2 separate regions of the Mus musculus genome follow, and region 2 is linked to region 1. The links are chromatin contacts, called in public promoter capture Hi-C maps. All regions are on one chromosome and are shown on one strand. Each heading gives the region's core, a stretch centred on a gene start, on an enhancer-like site or on the middle of the called end of the contact. The rest is flanking DNA. Distances are from core to core; before and after follow the strand shown.

The links. Promoter capture Hi-C pulls out the DNA fragments that hold promoters and counts their contacts.
Region 2: a promoter capture Hi-C map of liver shows a contact between it and region 1, with 8 times the contacts expected there. The contact joins the promoter of Casc1 here to the promoter of Pyroxd1 in region 1. A contact is called at or near these places in 2 of 39 promoter capture datasets (hippocampal neurons and liver) and 1 of 115 datasets of contacts at active chromatin or transcription factors (astrocytes).

What each region holds. Positions count from the first base shown.
Region 1 is chr6:142,343,422-142,349,619 of GRCm38.p6, reverse strand. Pyroxd1 (pyridine nucleotide-disulphide oxidoreductase domain 1) reads right to left here and starts at 3,923. Exons shown (of 12, transcript NM_183165.3): 1 at 3,813-3,923; 2 at 1,982-2,062; 3 at 978-1,097. The coding sequence starts at 3,887.
Region 2 is chr6:145,207,420-145,213,253 of GRCm38.p6, reverse strand. Casc1 (cancer susceptibility candidate 1) reads left to right here and starts at 2,284. Exons shown (of 16, transcript NM_177222.4): 1 at 2,284-2,447; 2 at 4,816-4,833. The coding sequence starts at 2,445. Etfrf1 (electron transfer flavoprotein regulatory factor 1) reads right to left here and starts at 2,107. Exons shown (of 3, transcript NM_133688.3): 1 at 2,002-2,107.

The DNA.
Region 1 (6,198 bases), core at 2,674-5,173:
TGGAGTTCAAATTTTTTGTCTTTCATGGAACAAGGCACTTTTTCCTTTGTTCTTAGTGAACTGAGTTTTACTCATAACTTAAGAGCTGTTTACAGAGACAACTACAGACACCGTTCCCATCTTTCCTAAAGCTCGCATGCAGACACAGCATCCCTGAGGCTCCTGTGTGAGGAGGAACACCTTGAGGAGCTGGTAAACTTAGCTCAAACCTGGACCCTTTTCAATCATTCTGTGCCTGCCAACCCGGCCCTGCTTACCTTGGGCAGCTCCAAGTGGGCTGTGACCTGAGGTTGGCCAAGAGCTACTCGCTTCAGCTCAGTTCACCTCAACGTTAATGTTAGCTGTATCTCACAATGCTGTAATATCCACACTGTTACAATGCCAAATGGCTATCAAATAACCCTGAAGTCACTCAATCTTATGTTCTTAGGCTTGCTCACCAGCCTCCTTTCCACAACCCGCTAATCTCACCGACTCACCATCTGTCTTCCCTGCTTCCTTCTGTGGGGGCTACAGTTCTTAGAATGCCCTTTTCTACTTCGAAACTCCTAACTCACCATCTTTAAAAAGCCCAGCTCAAGCTTGTCACTCCCTCTGTCAAGTCTTACTGGATCTTGGCCACCTGAGCTTTGATGGCAATTTCATGACTGTACTTCTGTAAACTATTATAATGTAGCCTACACTCCCCATGACACGGACAATTCATAGGACCAAGTACCCAGTGTTATTTCCGCTGTATGTCAGTGCCTTGTGTTGGATCATGGGTATTCTACAAACACCACCAGAATCTGAAGCATGTAAACGGAAGCACAGAGCTCATCCCAGCAGGTGACTTATCTAATAACGGGACTCATGCCTCTAGCCTACAGAGTTTAGGGGCTTAGATAATAGTGGAGACAGAAGTATGCTTAGGAGAAAAGAAGCAAACCCCGGGATTTAACAGTGCAAACATATCATTTAACAGGAAGAAGTCTTACATGGTCTTCACTTTTCAACTGCTTTACTCCAGATTCGATGACCTTAATGTTGGGAAAGCGACTTTCCAGCATAGTACCTGGCTGTTCTTCAACATCAAATTCTTCCAGTACTTTAGAAACCTTTATGAGATCAAACAGACTTTTCAGTGCACATGTTAAGGAGTTATTCCTTTGTCTTATACAGTACTGCTTCATACTCACAAACAAGGCTAGCCCACTGCAGTGCTGCGGTTTGATCTCTTATATCTCCCAAAGACCCACAAGTTAAAGGTCTGGCGGTCTCTGGGTGGTGGAGCCTAAGGCAGGGACATTAGGCTCCTTGTGGAGCAAGACTACAACTCAGTCCTTCAGCTGACGAGCAGTGGGCAGCTTTGTTCTAGCACACACTGGCTGCCATGCTCCACCTTCTTGCAGGAGAGAACACTGAGCCACCTAATCATGGACTGACCGACCCCCTTCCTCCTCTTTCATCCCGTCCCTTGAGGTTGACACTCTCTGGCACGTTGCCATGTTGACAGAAAGTGGATTACCACATGCGTTATACAGTGGAGTGAGAACTGGGCTCTGCTGCCATGTCTTCAACCACAAACAATCCTTCAGACCCCTACAGATCAAACTCCCTAGTTTGTGTAAACCATTACACAGAACTCTGCAGATCAGTAATTAACCTTGGCTGCTCTTCAAACACTGCATGGGAATCTGACTGTATGGCTTTTGCAACATGCCTATTTTCAGGAGCTTTTTACATTGTTTTTTTTTTTTTTTTGAGTTACCAAGGAACCTAGAGGCCTATATGAATACACACAATGAGATTTGTCTTATTAAGAGATAAAAGTTAAAATCTCAGAATTTTCTAGTTCAGTTAAAAGTAACTATCTAATATACATTGAACAATTGAACATGTAGACTTTTAATGGAAAAAAAGCTTCAGACTTCTCAAGACAGAACAAATTCAACACACAGTTCAAAGGGAACTGTGTCACATCTTCCGCCGAGCCTCTCACCTGTCTGAAGTTTGTAACGGCTTTGATAACAGGAGAGGCTGTGACTAGGAGAATGTCTTCCTCTGGGAAACTGACAGCCAGCTGAGTTTTAAGGAGAAAGGACAGGAGAGAGAACATCAGGCATTACTGAGTAAATGATGCTGTCATGGTGCTATGGCACTGTAAGTAATAAACCGTCAGTGTCTCACATGTAAAATCGTGTTATTCTGAGTGTTAGCCACAGTGCCACAGCACTGGTGATGGTAAACCCTTACAGTGATAAGATGAACAGTACAGTCACGATAAAGGAGAACAAAGACCTAAAACCACTACAGCAGTATCTTTGGCCGACTTATTCCATATACCAGTTTAAAGCTATACAGCCAATTACAGACTGCTTACTTACTTCCATTCATTTTAAAGTAGTGTTTTTACTTGCCTTCGCTGAGGATAAAATTAAAGCAAGGCTGCGATATGAGACAGAATCTCAGCATCACTCTTCCCATGGCCCTCACACTCCCTCTCTGACTAGTACATACTCAGGGAAGACAGAGCCATTTGAACCTTAGCTTAACAAAACACAAAGACTTAACATGCAGCAGTTTCACGATTTCTACCTTTTCCCTACACTCCGGAGGGGGGTGGTCGTTTGCTCATCTTGGATTCTGTTCCACTGCCTGTCCCATGTCCCTGCTCATGTCCCACGAAGCTCAGCACCCTCAACCCCACGCCCTCAGGCCATACAACAGTCCTGTGACTCAACCTATTTGAATGTCCTATATCTGACCACTCTCTGCCTTTGTTTCCTCTTCATATTCTGTAATCTATCTTGTACATTTCTTGTTGGATCAAGTTCTCAAAACTTAATACTCCTGAGAACTATCTACAGGTTAGCTTCCTGCTTCACACAGCTGTCGACCATTTGCCCTTAACACACACACTGTAGCTAATCAAATTTACAAAGCTTTCACCCCTAACTCGAAACCATCTATTTGCAGACTTTCATTAAACACAGCAAGTCGTATCAACCTATGTGGTCTGAACTCTGGCAGTCTTCCTTGCTTCTGTCTCTTATCAGCTTCTCTGCTTGCAATTTAAGTCATGCTTTCTTCCCATGAAGGCTACACTGTGGAGTATGTTTTTCTTCTCTATTTGGTAATCTTTACACATTAAGAGAAGTTAATTACCCCTTACCTTAATTCACTCCTACCAGTAACTCCTAAGATTAAGGTAACACAGTGATGACGTGACTTGGAATATGAACTCTTTGATGGATAAACAGGAGCTGCACCACCCAAGTTTAACAACTCAAAAAACACTTCCTGCTACTATTTCTGGTGACTTCAGCGGTTGGTGATCGCAACAAAATAGTTCTTTTCTGTAATACGCACATGTAAACACATCTGATTCATTTGTTTATCATGATTAGAATTTCCTCATCTGTAGTCCTTTGCCCCAAACTTCTGCTAGACATGAAATTTTATCTTTGGAGTTCAAGGTAACGTTGAAATTATTTATTAACGTCGTGGCACTTATCAAGAAACTAAATTTCATGTGTGAAGGAAATCTGAAAAGTGGGAGAATTTTCTGTCCAAACGCCAAGGTCTCCTGCCCACTGGCACACTATTCCACCCGGAGTCTGGTTCGATTTTGGATTCCTAGCTAATTAGGCACTGTCTACTCCTGGCCCCAAACGCTACAACGGGGCTCTGCGCAGCCTCCCCACCAGCGGCGCCGCCGAGTGGGCGTGGGGAAAAGCCGGAAGAGCGACCCGCGAAGCGGTGCCGCCCGCCGCAATCTCCCGTAACCACGACAACAGGGTCCAGAAGGGGCGGAGCACGCGCCCACGAACCTGCTCGGCACACGTGACGCCAGCGATGCCACCTCCTACCACCACGAATGTCCCTGCCGGTCGCGGGGCCTCCATAGTTCCCCGGGGGCTGGCGGCAGACTGAACACTGGTGAAAGTTCCAGCTATTTTCTACCCGGAAGAGACGCTGCCCACAAATCACTTCCGGCGCTCGGGCCATTGACATTGGACTACGGGTGCCCGGAAGCTCACACTTAGTCCGTATGAGTATTTCCCACGTGTTTTGCGTTTGAAAATCTGGAGGCAGACTTTCCGGCTGTTACCACGCCCACATCTTGAACTCTGGTTGCCCCTGCCTTAGGGGACTTTCATGCGAGCCTCTTCTTATTCTGTAGGGGAAGAACTCGAATCCTCTGGAATAGTCTCGATTGCTGCCCTTCACATAGCAATGGGATATTGTGAAAACTCATTCTTTTTGTTTTTGTTTTTGTTTTTTGCGAGACAGGGTTTCTCTGTATAGCCCTGGCTGTCCTGGAACTCACTTTGTAGACCAGGCTGGCCTCGAACTCAGAAATCCGCCTGCCTCTGCCTCCCGAGTCCTGGGATTAAAGGCGTGCGCCACCATGCCCGGCCTTTGAAAACTCATTCTTTATGACATCTTTATGACAATCAAATACTGTTGAATAGTTGAAGAAGTTAGCCTCTAACTTCCAATTCTGAGCTCAGTAAAAATGTACAGGTGCAAAAACATAGCATTTCTTAACAGTTATAGTTTCCTAGTGTTCATTTGCCTGAGGAATGGCGTTCAGAAATGGCTGAGTTGTTTTCACCTCTTTCCTCTGCAGTATCCTCTCTTACCTTGCTGTTAATCTTTGTGCCCTTGTGGATTGTCTCGCTTGGCGGTTTGATTTTAATATTAAGGCCTTTTTTAATCGTCTCTGTCTAACACTGGTATTTATTGATGCCTCTTTAATTCTTTAAACTCTGAGGATGGCCAATCTGGGTAACAGGGACTCTATATCTCATTATAGATATACACTGCTTCATCGTTTTACAGGAGACCATTTGCTCCTCAGCTTTGAATGACACCGCTGCTTTCTTTCTTTTCTTAGCACACACAACGTCAGCTTTTTGCAACTCCTTTCCCTCAATAAGCTGCCGCTCCTCATCAATAACTTTAATAACTGTAAAATGGAGAAAGGAGTTGCCTCTATGTAGCCCAAAAACATCTTATGAGTTTAAACCTACCCTGCTTTACTTCATCCCAACTACACCAAAGTCGTAAGCTCCTTGACACGACCCCAGCTACTATTTCTGGTGACTTCAGTGGTTGGTGATCTCAGTAAAATAGTTCTATTTGTAATACCCACATGTAAACACACCTGATTCATTTGTTTATCATAGTTAGAACTTCTGTTGGACATGTTACTCATCAACATAAATAGAAATATTAACTAATATTCAAACTGTATCCATTCACCATTTGCTGTTTTACTTTAGAACATAAAAAAAAAACAATAACAAAACAGTGAAGGGATGGTCAAGAATAAAAAGAATAAGTAGGCCTTTTGGACTTTAAAGCGAAACAGCAAAAAAGTATTTTAAATATATGACATATTTAAATGACACATATATATCATCTATCTATCACCTACCTAGTATCTTAAATATATATATATATATATATATATATATATATATTTATATATATATATGATCTTCATAGGCACCGCACACACATGACACACAGGCATGCATTCAGGCAAAACACTCATATGCAAAATATAAAAACAGTCTTTGTAAAAATAAAAGCATACTTGTAGCTGGGCAGTGGTGGCACACGCCTTTAATCCTAGCACTTGGGATAAAGAGGCAGGCAGATTTCTGAGTTCAAGGCCAGGCTGGTCTACAGACAGGTCTTCCAGGACAGCCAGGGCTACACAGAGAAATCGTTTCGAAAAACCAAAAAAAAAAGTATATTGGTATGCTGCTAAAGAAAATCCCTCAATTTGTATTATCTTATGTGTATGGATGTTTTGCATATATATAAAATTATTAATATCATGTGCATGCAGTACCAGCAGAGGCCAGAAGAGGGCATTTGCTTGCCTGAAATTGGAGATGATTCTGAGCTGCCATGTGGGTTCTGGATGCTCTGGAAGAACAGCTAGTGTTCCAAACCTACTGAGCTATCTCTCCAGATCTTTGTTAGTTTTCTTAAGAAGTACACATGCTCAGTTGTTTAATACATACCCCTAAAAATGAATAAATATTAAAAAATAAAAGTATTTTAGTTAGAAAAATATGTGTTGAGAGGAATAAATGAGAACAAAACATATAATAACATGTAATAATATACCATTTTTTGTATTATTTTTATGCTAACCAAAAATTAATAAAATCTATAAATCTATAAAAAACAAAATAG
Region 2 (5,834 bases), core at 1,035-3,534, 2.9 Mb before region 1:
TGAGGTTTGCTAGGGTTGACTCATAGTCACTCATGGGCTCCAGCTTCCAGAGTCTTACTGCCATAACCATCTCTCTCTTTTCTCTTTTAATTTCATGGTTTGTTTTCTTTCCCTGAAGATTTAGTGTAATACTGAAAGGTAATTTAACAGGTGTGTTTAACTAATAATATTAACAGTGGGAGTAGGGAGAGAGGGGAGGAGTAATATAATACCAGGATGGTATACCTTGTTGAAGAATGACTTAAAACTATGTGGCTTGAAATTATTATATAGATAAAACTTGGCATTTGTAACTTGTGAAAGCTTTTAGAGACCTGCCTTAGTTCTCCTTCCCAATTGCTTTTCCCACAGAGTATGAGTAATAAAAGATTCGCCTACCCCTGCCCCATGCACTTTGATGGTAATTTATGATACAGTTGATTTTCAGGAATTTTTAGTTTATTTTTGCTGCTGGGAAAAACCTTTAGTTTGCAAACTAGAAAACAACTTAATTGCTGCAGAGACCTGCATGGAGTCCTGGAAGTTATCAAAGTTGGATGAGTGCATGGCTCAAAGTCACGGGCTATTCCAGGAACATGGATATGTGCAAGGAGGAGCTGTAAGTCCTTTCTCCCTGGGGACTTTGAGTAAAGGAATGATGGCGTTGTCATTTTAGTAGGACACTATTATTTCTAATAGGGGCTTGATGCCCAATGATGTTATTCTGCCCCATGATGTTCAAGTGACCAAAAAAAAAAAAAAAAAAGCTGAAGGAAATGGAGACGGCAGTGTATTGTTTCAGTGGTCTAGTGAACTAGACTCAGTATTCCTTCAGACTGTACTGGAAAACTGTCCTGTCAGATTTCCCCATACCAGAGGTTGTGCGACCATACGCCTTTAGATGGTACAGGTACATGACAGGAGAGAGGGGCTAGTACAACCCGTGTCAAGATGAAGAGATGCCAGAAAGCAGCCCTCTTATTACTCACAAATCCTGCCCAGGGACTAGAGGACATCAAAACTCAAAAAAGCATGCACAGAGTCTTGAACCATGGGATCTAACACATCTCTACTATTAGTTTTCCTCTTAGGAGAGAAGTTGATAATGACACAGTGATTTTGAGTAAGGCCATTTCTCCTGAGTCACCATGTTAATTACTGTACTTCCACACCACTTCCTAGTTTAGTCTGAGGTTTTCTGTCACTAAACACTAGTAGTTGCTTTGTTGAATAATTCAAAACAAAGGCTACCTTCCATACCTCAACAGCTAAGATAAAACAAATTTGAATTTATATGCAGTAGGTGTTAAGTTTTTATCTCATTACCAAGGTTCGGAGGGCAGTAAGGTCTTAAGTGTTGTGCAACCAATGACCTTAACCCACAAAAACTAGCTGTCAGTCCTACTGAACAGAACATTTAGTTTATGTAAGGGACAGAGCATTAGTACTCTATCTTGGGTTAGACGGGCCGTAAGCTGGGGTTGGGTTAAAGAACTGTCTCCATTCCTCTACGTCTCAAGTGCCTTTTCTTATGGAGAAGGGCTGAAATTCTGCAGGCTGCCACAACAGTACAGCGCTCCGTGACCTTGGGACAACAATGGCTTACTGGTTCTTAGAAGTCACGTTAAACTAGTGTGTGAGCAGCTCTTGAGAAGGGCGAATGCTTTGCATAGAAACTAAACTCCCACGATCAGTGAAGAATCTGTACTACTTTAATATCAAGGTAGCGACCCTCTTGGAGCTCGCCTTTGTGGCCAGATGACTCCCTGGGGGACCCGCCCGGAACCTATGGCTTCACCTAGTCGTGAGCTGGCGCCATTCCCCAGATCCCCCGGGAAGGGCTCGTCCAGACGCAAAAGAAGCGAGGAAGAAACCTTTTTACAAGGCTGGCCGTGGCGGGCCTCGGCTATAACCCCAGCTCTCAGGAGGAAGCTGAGGGATGCCCGCGAGTTCCAGGTCAGCCTGCGTTTCAGTGTGAGACGCAGCTCTCCCCACGCCCGGAAGCCCTCGCCTAAGGCATACTTCACCACCAGCAGGTCTGGGGTCCAGACGACAGCTTGCTCAGACCGCCTCACTCCAGCGCTTTGCGGCACCACGGCCGTAAATGCTCCGACCGTCTGCCGGAAGTGGGCGGAGCTGAGAGGCGGGGGTGGGCTCAGGGCGGGACTACAGGCAGCAGTGTATGGGACTCGAGGCCGCTTTCTTTGCTGGGGCGGGGCATCAGGCGGAAATGGGCGGGATTAGGTAAAAGCCGCGATGTGGGCGTACCTTATGTGGGAAGTGTGGCTTGTGTAACCAGTCTACGACTTGGGCAGTACTCACCGGAAGACTACAGTGCGATTGCGCAGGTTGTCCTTCGCAAAACACTGGGAGTTGTGAGTGGGCGTGGCCTGTCGTCTTGACAACCGTGAGCGTTCCTGCTCTGCAGAGTTCACTTATCCCTAAGCAAAGTTCCTGCTTCTGTCATGGTAAGCCAGGAAAGTGAGGGAGACAGGAAAGGGGCAAGTGCGGATTCCACTTCAGCGCTGTCGAGGGAGGGCAGGCAGACAGGGGCAGTGCGATCCAGAGGTGGCGAGATCCAGATCTTTGCAGTGACTAAACTTTACTAGCTTCCGGTGATGTACATTCCCACTTTGGCTCTGACTGCCTTGTCAGAAAAGTTTTCATTCCAACGCAGAACAATATGGAGCAAATTTCGTGTGTTGTTTCCCATTCTCCATCAAGAGATCATCAATTATCACACTCGTTGAGGGGAGATTCAGAGTGCATTATTTGTGTTTGCTGGCTGGAAGCCAGAGACACACAAAGGAGAATATTACAGCCCTCCGGCTCTGTCAGTTAAGCAGAATATCAGACACAAGCTTTACCAAGGTAACAGCTGGTGTATCTAAAGCGGAGTAATCAAGCTATTAAGGGTAGGAGAGAAGAAAAGATTGGTGCTTTTCAGTCTCTTTTAAGATATAAGTATGTATTTTCTGTAAGTGGTGGGAAGAAATGGGTAGTGAAGGCCTCCCCTGGCAAGACCCCCAATGGGTCATCAGCCAAGTTAAGACTGCTGGCAAATTACAAGAACAAGCACGTATTTGCTACATCGAAAGGTGGATTTAATTTCTTTTTCCTATCTACATAGCACTGTTTCTCAAAGACTTCCAAGCCATTTGGGGGAATATTTAAAATGTAGATTCCAGGAGGTTGCAGCTTCAAACCTAACTGTATCATGGGGCTTCCAGGAAACAAAGTACCATAAACATGTTTGCTTAAACAGTAGAAACTGCTTACCTCACCATTCTGGAGACTGAACATCTGGGGTCAGGGTGTCAGCATGGGGGCAGGGATTTATTCAGATCTCTCTTCTACTTCTAAATAGTTCTTTAGTGTGTAGCAGTGTAAACTCATTTTTTTCATACGATGCTTATTTTCTTCATGAGGGTCTGTATCCAAGATTCCTCTTTGTAACCTGTACCAGCCATATTGAGCCAGAGGCCTGTCCAGTTCCAGTATCAGCTCTTCTTAATTGGGTGAAATAATTACAGACCCTTTTCATAAGCAGGTCAAACGCTAACACACAAGAAGTTAAGATTTTAGTATATGAATTTGAAAATGCATAATTCAACCCCACAATCTAAGGAAGTATACAATTCAGGAAGGGAAGCAACTATACTGTAAGTCCAAGAGGACAAATTTCTCAAAAAGCTTGTCAGGAAGTCCTTTGCCACTTGAACGTTGAAAAGTTTTACTACTGATGGCTCTTATGTTTATGTGAAGGATAAAGATAGGACTTTCCCCACACCTGTTTCATGTTAGAAATACTAGTGAGGGATAAAAATGTGCCCATCATCTTTAGGATATGCTCTTTGAGGAGGATATTTACATAGCCTACCATACAGTATTTGTTTCAAGATGGAAATATGTTAACAATGTGTCAGGGAATACTACAGCCAGGATAAAAATTATTTGTAAAAATCACATGAGAGCAAAGCCTCCCTCGTTGCTCTCTCCCTGATGAATATTTATGGAGAGAATTTCTGAAATGTGTGCACCTTGCAGGAAGATGTCGTCTAAATCTCATTTACTGTGTGCCAAATTTGGCACTGGCATTTTAGAATGATGTTCCCATGGCTCGAACCAGCCCTTCCTATGTGCAGCTCTTCAGATATGTAAACTGTGTAATTTACACTCAGACGGCCTCTTACAGGTTCTTTACCAGAGAGCTGATGGGCACACAGGCCTTCTCAGGAGTTTACGAATAGCATCACGGGAAATACCTGTACTTGTAAATCAGTATTGAAGGACAGAGCTTTCCAAAAAGAGCAGACTGACTGTAAATCATGTGGCTGGGCAGTCTTCACTTCATCGTTAATTGGCAAACTTGAAGAAACTGATTCTCTCCCCATTTTTAAAAAAAAATACTATCAATCTTATGTAATAGAAAGGTTTCTTTTAGACAGCCGCTACATCTGCAAATTTGAAATAGTATCAATAGTCAGTAATGCGTGGAGATTTAGGGCATCTTTTCAACCAGTCCTTTTTTAGCTTGCTCTCCTATCACAGACTCATTGATATAGGAAATTGTATTGACTAACTCAAAAAGATGCTTCGTGAGAAATCTTGTGGGTTTTCTTGCCTGTGTTTTCAGTTTGTTCTGACTTCTTTTTATAGTATTTTTTCAGTTTAAGGTAGCCAAAGAGTCACAGAAAAGTTGCAATGGAGGCACAAAGGAAATTCCCTCGGGCTCTTCTCTAGCTTCTCCTAATTAATGTATTTTGTGATGCTCTGTTGAAAGTATCTGAATACTGTTTTAAAATGTGTCAATTCTTTTGTTTTCCAACTTTTTAGGCTCCCAAATCAAAAAAGGTATGTAGAAATTATGTTTTCAAAATAAATAGTTTTATGATCATACTGTACAAATGAATATCTTTTGGAATTTTATAATAATTTTCTAGTTAGTTATAGTTTATCGAATTTGCTACTCACCTTTTAGATAATAATGTTATTTACATCATTGGATAATTCTTCATAGTTACAGATGTGTTTCCCATTTGATGGTATTTCTAGTTTGAAAACATATAGATTGCATTTAGTGCTGACCGGTGTCTGGCTATGAGGCTTCACCTTTTTCTTCTACTGTAGAATATGTTAGGTTAGTCCTTCCTTTTCTCTATTTCAGATAAACATAAGCCATAGTTACAGTCCTCCTGTGACTAAAACAGGACCTTCAGCTAGCACACTTGTGGTTTTCTGCTTTTGTTTGTACAGTGTAGAAACTGAGGTTGAATAAAGGAGATACTACCCATATGTCTGGGATATCTTTTTCTCCTCTTTGCTTTGTAGATTGATAACTTTAAAGCAGATATTTTAATCTCCTAATTACAGGTCATATTTAGCCTACCAACAGATTATGTTTTACTTGAAAAAAATTTCTTTCTTTCTTTTTTTTATGTCAGTTCTTAAAGTGTGCCATAGTATCTCACACTTGTAATCCCAGCTTGTAGGAGGTTAAAGTAGGGAGATCATGAGTTTTAGGCCAGCTTGGGCCCAAAACAACAACAAAACCCCTCATACATGGCCAGTCGAGTCCCCTCCCAAAAGTGTAATAACACAATTAAGCAATTACCAAAGACATTTGATTTGCTCTGGTCATGACATATGGAAAACGATCACATTGGTCCTGAGGTCCTATAAAGCAGCGTCCGTAGAGTTCAGCAGAAGCCACCTGCAGGAGCGTAAAAGGCACGTTGATCTTTCCACCGTCCTGTCTGTGCTCAGAAACTGGTCTCTGTTGCCTCCCCGACCACAGCAGAGGCTTTTTGTTTTGTTTTTTAATCTCAGTGGTCTGTTCTCCATAAATCCCACCA